Regions from separate parts of the Hordeum vulgare genome. Here region 2 is linked to region 1. Evidence: chromatin contacts called from public Hi-C data. All regions are on one chromosome and are shown on one strand. The core of a region is the stretch at or near the end of the contact, and the rest is flanking DNA. Distances in the headings are between cores, read along the strand shown.

Region 1 (3,854 bases), core at 920-3,419:
CTGCCGGCCTCCATGTGAAACCTCTGACCAAACGGAATTGATTTGATGCGTCTCTCACGGAGCAGTGGTAGGGAGTAGTAGTAGGGAGTATCCATCGGCCGCCTCAGATTCAGAATTCCGTTCGGACAGCACAATGCGATGGCGAACCTTCTTTTCTAATTTAATCGGCGCACACACACACACCAGATCTCTCGCGCTCATAACTCGGGCATTCAATTCCATACACTATGCATTCCCCGTACCTACTGCCATCACGCGTCAGTAAAGTCTATTCCTTCTTAATTCCCGGACATCAAAGCGGCAACGGATTAAGTTTTTGCAAATCAAATCAGATTAGAAGTTTAGAACCAGACGGCTAGCTGCACAAAGGAGGTGAACACCCAACTCATTACAGTCTCAAAAGATGATCAGCGGGCGAGCAATCAGGAGTAATAACCTAGTGGTTGTAGTATATATGTCAACGGAGTGTTCTCCGAGTATGAAATCTCACGGACTCATCTTCACAAATGGACAAGATGTAAACAATAAAAATATCCACAGAAAGCTAAGGGTGGTAGTAATTGGGATCGGGTGATGAAGGAAGACTAAAGAAAATTCAAGGAGAAGAAAGAAAAAAGAAGAGATCACCGGAAGCGACCGCCGTCGGCGAGCTTCCTGGAGCGGCAGCGGCCAACGGAGGCGGCGCTGTGGAGCGGCGACGGCCGCAGCTCGGAGGAGAAGGAGCCGGGGTCCGGCGGCTGCGCGGCGCGGTGGCGGCGCCCGGGGCTTGGCCGCACCAGCGGGCTGAGGCAGACGGCCAGTCCCGAAGGCATGCTGTTGGTCTGGCGGCGCCGGCACGGGGTCCTCCGCATCGGGGAAGGTGACGGCCGCCACGCGGGTTCAGCGGGCGAGCTGCTCTCCTCGCCGCTGCCCTGACTGCCCCTCTCCGGCGACAGCCCCCGGTTGCTGACCACGCGGCAGGAGCGCCTGGGCGGCGGCGACGCGGGTAGCACGGCGTCGGCCGGTACCTGTTTTTTGCGACGGCGCGGGATGATCCCGACGAGCCAAGAACGGCTCTTCTTGCGCTCCTTGGCTGTGTCCTTGTCCTCCGACCCGTGGTGGCGGTGGTGGTGGTTCCCGAAGAGCGTGGAGAGCAGGGAGAACTTGCCGGCGCGCGGCTTGTGGTACCCGATGTCGCCTTCCTCGAGCGGGGCGCTGCCGCCGTAGGCTGGGCCGACCTGCGGCGTCCGGAAGAAGAGCAGGCTCGGGTGGTGGTGCCTGAGCGCGCCGCCCGAGGAGTCGGACTTCCTGCGGGACACGTAGGGCGACACGGACCTTGGGAACGCCGGGGCCGGGGCCGCGGCCGGAGGGTGAGCGGCGGGCGGAGGAGTGGACGGCGACGAGGCGTCGTTCTGCGCGGCGGCGAGCACGAGCAGGCGGTCCCGCAGGCACGTGGCGCAGACGCCGCCGCCGGCCTGCGACGGGTGCCTCTTGCAGCACCTCATGCCCATCTCATCTCATCTCATCTCCCTCGGCACGGGCGCGGCGGGTGCTAAATTCTCGCGGCCGACGCCGACGCACGCACCTGCCGCCCGCCTTTCCTTCTTTCCTTTTCGGTTTGTTTAGGCTCGGGTGGGCTTCTTCGAAATGGGAAGTTGGTCGGCGGAGGTGGTGCTGGTGGTGGTGCAGGTGCTCGGGATCTTTTCTCCGTCCGTCAGGGGAGGGAGGCCGCGGCCGCGGCCGCCGGGGGCATAAATAAGGTTCGGGGACGAAGAGAAGGAGGAGAAGAAAGATGGAGGCGCGGACGGGAGAGGGGCGATGGATCGACAATGATACCCGCGGGCAAGGCAATGCAATTGACCGCGTCTTGGACGATTCGATTCGATTGGTTTGCGTTCCTGTTTGAGTAGATTTGCATTTTGGCCTTGGACCCGGCTCCCGTTCCCGGTTTCCTCGCACAGTGAGAATAACGCATGTGCCGAGTAAAGTTGTGTTTTGGCTTTGGCATATCCACACTCCACTTCCCCAATAGTTATGATGATAGGGGGGACAACAAAAACTAACACCCCACCCACCAATTGCTCTCCGAACCAATTCCTTGCTATCCGCTTTTCGTGAAATTGAGGTCTGTTTTTCTATCTGAGAAAAATGTCCCTCTTTGCGTTTTTTTAGCCGTGCGTCGACGCCATCTGTCACGATCGAAAGTATTGTCGTCTCTCCTTGTAACTGAGATACATTTTCCTATCTGGGGTGGGGGGGGGGGAATGCGCCGCGCTTCCTCCCGCAATATGTGCATTCACGACAATTGCCACGACATAAGTAGTATTCACTCTTCGCGAAACGAATCTCATTTGACTGTATCTCCCCGCAAGAGAATGATTCTTCCCTCGATCCGTGCATCGACGCCAACCGCCATGACCAAAAGTATTATCGACTCTCCTCAAAACTATATAGTTTGTTTCCCTATATTGGGAGGGGAATGTGTCGTGTTTTCGTGTTTCTTCCCTCCTTCCACGCATTGATGCATTGATGCTAACTGCCACAATCGGAAGTACTATCCGCTCTCCTTCATACGATGCTTTGTTCCTGTATCTCCCTTGAAGAGAGAGGCGTCTTGATTCATCCCTTGATTCGTGGATCGATGACAACTGCCATGACTAGAAGTCTCTCGTTCCCCTATCATGTTGTTGTTGGGGAACGTCGCATGGGAAACAAAAAATTTCCTGCGCGCACGAAGACCTATCATGGTGATGTCCATCTACGAGAGGGGATGAGTGATCTACGTACCCTTGTAGATCGTACAGCAGAAGCGTTAGTGAACGCGGTTGATGTAGTGGAACGTCCTCACGTCCCTCGATCCGCCCCGCGAACAATCCCGCGATCAGTCCCACGATCTAGTACCGAACGGACGGCACCTCCGCGTTCAGCACACGTACAGCTCGACGATGATCTCGGCCTTCTTGATCCAGCAAAAGAGACGGAGAGGTAGAAGAGTTCTCCGGCAGCGTGACGGCGCTCCGGAGGTTGGTGATGACCTTGTCTCAGCAGGGCTCCGCCTGAGCTCCGCAGAAACGCGATCTAGAGGAAAAACCATGGAGGTATGTGGTCGGGCTGCCGTGAAAAAGTCGTCTCAAATCAGCCCTAAAACCTCCATATATATAGGTGGGAGGGAGGGGACCTTGCCTTGGGGCTCAAGGAGCCCCAAAGGGGTCGGCCGAGTCCAAGGGGGGAGGACTCCCCCCCCCAAACCGAGTTGGACTTGGTTTGGTGGGAGGGAGTCCCCCTTCCTTCCCACCTCCTCCTGTTTTTTTCTTTTCTCTTGATTTTCTCTTCTTGGTGCATAAAGCCCTTTTGGGCTGTCCCACCAGCCCACTAAGGGCTGGTGTGCCACCCTCAAGGCCTATGGGCTTCCCCGGGGTGGGTTGCCCCCCCCTCCCCGGTGAACTCCCGGAACCCATTCGTCATTCCCGGTACATTCCCGGTAACTCCGAAAACCTTCCGGTAATCAAATGAGGTCATCCTATATATCAATCTTCGTTTCCGGACTATTCCGGAAACCCTCGTGACGTCCGTGATCTCATCCAGGACTCCGAACAACATTCGGTAACCAACCATATAACTCAAATACGCATAAAACAACGTCGAACCTTAAGTGTGCAGACCCTGCGGGTTCGAGAACTATGTAGACATGACCCGAGAGACTCCTCGGTCAATATCCAATAGCGGGACCTGGATGCCCATATTGGATCCTACATATTCTACGAAGATCTTATCGTTTGAACCTCAGTGCCAAGGATTCATATAATCTCGTATGTCATTCCCTTTGTCCTTCGGTATGTTACTTGCCCGAGATTCGATCGTCAGTATCCGTATAC
Region 2 (3,854 bases), core at 775-3,274, 290 kb after region 1:
TTTTAATGAGTCTCTCCAGGATTCATATCTTGGTATGCCAACTGAGGTTGGGCGATCACCTACAATGACTTTCAGATATTTGTATGATCGTATGTGGAAGCGCATCAATGGTATGTCTGTTCGACCTTTATCTAGAAAGGGAGTGGAGATCTTATTAAAGTCTGTGGTTCAGGCAATTCCTACATTTGTGATGAGTTGTTTCCGTTTACCTGTTGGTACATGTGAGCAAATGAGGAGAACTATCTCTGATCAGTGGTGGGGGTTTGCTGATGGTAAAAGGAAAATGCATTGGAAATCTTGGGATTGGTTGACATGTCCGAAGTCTATGGGTGGAATGGGGTTCAGAGATATGTGCATGTTTAATCAAGCAATGTTGGGCAAACAATGTTGGCGTTTACTTACAGATCCAGATTCTCTGTGTGCGAGGGTTCTTAAAGGCCGTTATTTCCCAAACACTGATTTCTGGGATGCAAAATGTCCACGATCTGCTTCCTACACATGGCGGAGTATTCTTCATGGTATGGAGTTGGTTAAATCTGGAATCCGTTGGGGTGTGGGAAATGGTTCTACAATCAAGATTCAAGAGGATAATTGGATCCCGGGAGTGAATTCTCAGGTCTTGCATTTGCTTTCTCCTCTTTCGGCCGGCCAGAAGGTTAGTTCTCTTTTTGCTGAAGATGGTTTGCATTGGAACGAACAGCTAGTTAGGTCAATTTTCGATGCTGCTGTGGCGGAACAAGTGCTTCAACTTCCTATCAGTCGTTTTGGTGACAGTGATTTTGTTTCCTGGCCTCATACTCGGTCTGGTACATTTTCGGTCCGTTCAACATATCACTTGGCTAGAATGACAAAGGTTTATTCATCCCATAGTATCACAGGCCGTGGTATGTCCTCTAATCTCCATTGTGAAACCAGTTCATGGAACAAACTCTGGGCGATCAAGGCACCGGGGAAAATGATAATTACTCTATGGAGGTTTTCTCATGATTGCCTCTCATCTGGGATGCAGCTTCATGGGAGAGATATTCCTGCATCTAAGGTTTGTGTTCATTGTTCTGTTGAGGAGCGTATTGAACATGCTTTGCTTTTTTGCCCATATGCACAAGCTGTTTGGTCTGATATCAAAGGTTATTTCGATGTGCATCTTTGTCGGAATGGATTTACAAATTGCAAATCATGGATTTTTGATTTCCTGGATCGATGCGATGACCTTGCAGCTACTGTTTTAGCAGTCACATGTTGGCATATTTGGGATGCTCGTAACAAACTCAGAGAAGAAAATATTCACCAGCACCCGTCTAGTCTTGCTCTCAAAATCAAAGCTTATGTTGATATGATTGTGGAGCACTTGTTCATTAACAGACCTAACCATAGGCGTGAACCTTTTTCAATAGCATCTTGGGTTCCGCCGCCGGCAGGTAAAGTGATGATTAATGTGGACGCTGCTCTCTTTTCCAATACCAGGAGCATGGGGGCATGTGTAGTGATGCGAGATCAGTTGGGAGCTTGTATTGTTTCCTACGGTATTGGTGTGCCTGACGTTTACAATCCTGAGTTGGTAGAGGCAATTGCTATCAAGAGAGGCTTGCTATTTGCTTTGGATGAAGGTATCCAGGAGATTGTTCTTGCTTCAGATTGTTTGACTGTGATTCAACGTATAAATTCTTTGGTCATGGATCGATCTCCTTGTAGTCCTGTGATTCAAGACATCAAGCATATTAGAGCTTCTTTCAGTAGTTGTTCTTTATTTCATGTGCGCCGAGAGCAAAATGTTTCTGCACATTTGTTTGCTAGATCTTGTAATCAGCTAGGGTATCGTGTTTGGCGTGGTGTGGCTTCCGAATGCATCCGGAAATGAATTTGTATGAACATTTTGCCATAATCTATAAAGTGGTGTGTTATAAAAAAAACTAGGAGCGAGCGAGCGGCCAGTGGGACGGGCGCTCGCCGTATGGGCCAGCCACTCATTTGGTGGCTGTGAGCGCCAGATTTCTTAGTTGGCGCCTGAAGCGCCAACAGGAGCCAACTAGGAGCGAGACCTGTGGAATATCCCATTCGTCGCTCTATAGGAAGTGGTGCCGGCGCTTCACACAGTGCGGGGAAGGTACCGATTTTAAATAGGCTGGCCTATTTGACGGGTTGCACAGTCTCAAATTTAGGAATTTTCATTTTTTTTTCGGTTTTGTGAAACTTCTAGAAGTTTTCTTCATCCAGATTTTTCTTTTTTCTTTTTTCTTTTATGTTTCTGTTTCAATAAATGTTCTGGATTTTTAAAAAATGTTCTTCATTTTATAAAAATGTTCTGTATTTTCCAACAAATTCTTTTCAGTTTCAAAATTTATTCTTAAGTTTCAAATTTATTCTCGGTTTCAAAATTAGTTTTTAAGATTCAAAAAATGTTCGTGCTTTAAACAATTGTTCGCGCTTCCAAAAAAATTCATTTTTTTTTTCAAATTGTTCTTCATTTCATAATTTTATTCTCAAGATTAAAAAATGTCGTTCTTTAAAAAATCGTCCGCGCTTCCAAATATGTTCAGAAATTTTCAAAATTGTTCTCGGCTTAAAAATTATTTCTCAAGATTCAAAAAATATTGGTGCTTTAAAAAATTATTCGCGCTTCCAGATTAGTTCTTTTTTACAAAAATGTTCTTCGTTTCAAATTTTTGTTCTCAAGATTCAAAAAAAATTCATGCTTTCAAAACTTCCTCGCGGTACCAAATTTGTTCAGCATTTTTGGAAATTGTTCTTGGTATCAAAATTTGTTCTCAAGATTCAAAAAATTTGTTCGCCCTTTCAAATTTTTCGAGGTTTTCAAAATTGTCCCCTTTTCAAAATTTGGTTCTCAAGATTGAAAAAATGCTTATGCGTTAAAAAATTGTTCGCACTCCCAAATTTGTTCATGTTTTTTCAAAATTGTTCTAGGTTTAAAATTTTATTCTCAGGATTCAAAAACTATTCATGCTTTAAAAGATTTCCTAAATTTCGAATGTTCTTGCTTTTAAAAAATGTTACAAATTTAGAAAAAATATCAGTTTTCAAACTTAGTTCATGAATTCAAAAAATGTTCTTCAAATTGGAAATTTATTTTTTTGCTTCAAATACGAAAAATATTGGAAAAAGTAAAGAAAGCGAACTAAAAAAGAAATAAAGAATATAAATAAGCAGAAAATAAAAGTAAAAGAAAAGTATATTCTATTTTTTTGAAACAATAAAAAAATAAGCTGGGTCGACCCAGTTGGGTGAGCCCCTGTGCGTTGCAAGATACGGCGGGTAGGAGCTCCCGTTGGAACCTCCAAGTCTATGCCTCGCTTCCTGTAAAACCGACTTGCGCCTTGCCTTAAGCACAGCGTGTAGTGGGCCAACGCAGTAGTTTTACTTTTATTTAGTTTCATTCGTTCATTAGATTCACCCGTTCTTTATGTGTCAATCTTACTTTCTTATTTTTTATAAGTCTAAAAATCCAAGTATACATATTTCAAAAAAATACTAACTGAAATTTTCAAAAACTTTGCCGCATGAAAAATTAATGTTCATGCAATTAAAATTGTGTTCATTCAAATTTACTATGTCTATGATATCTCATTTGTTACATTTTTATGAATCTTTTAAAAAAATCACATAATTTGTATAAATGTTGAAACCATTTGGAAAAAAATCATGAAATTTATTGAATCTTCACGGGTTTAAAGAATCATTTCATGACATTTCCAAAAAAAGGCGCTTTAAATGTAAAATTTGTCCGCTAACAAAAGCGGTGATTAAAAATATGTTCATAAAATGTCAAAAAAAATGCTCGAAGGCGACGGTTTGGAAGCTAATGTGCATTCAGAACTGTAAAGGGAAGGAGAGAGGCG

The links. A called contact is a pair of places that touch in the nucleus more often than the background predicts.
Region 2: a Hi-C map of leaf shows a contact between it and region 1, with 3 times the contacts expected there. The contact joins the enhancer-like site here to the promoter of LOC123401959 in region 1. A contact is called at or near these places in 2 of 6 Hi-C or Micro-C datasets (leaf and seedling).

Annotation. Positions count from the first base shown.
Region 1 is chr6H:448,974,656-448,978,509 of MorexV3_pseudomolecules_assembly, forward strand. LOC123401959 reads right to left here and starts at 2,170. Exons shown (of 1, transcript XM_045095824.1): 1 at 426-2,170. The coding sequence starts at 1,490. The coding sequence ends at 624.
Region 2 is chr6H:449,262,202-449,266,055 of MorexV3_pseudomolecules_assembly, forward strand. No RefSeq gene overlaps it. Among protein-coding and RNA genes, the nearest start is that of LOC123405586, 14 kb to the left of the region's middle. Within about 2 kb of position 2,025, at least 2 of the 3 cell types and tissues checked have open chromatin away from gene starts, as enhancers often do. A contact at or near this core is called in leaf, where this site is marked.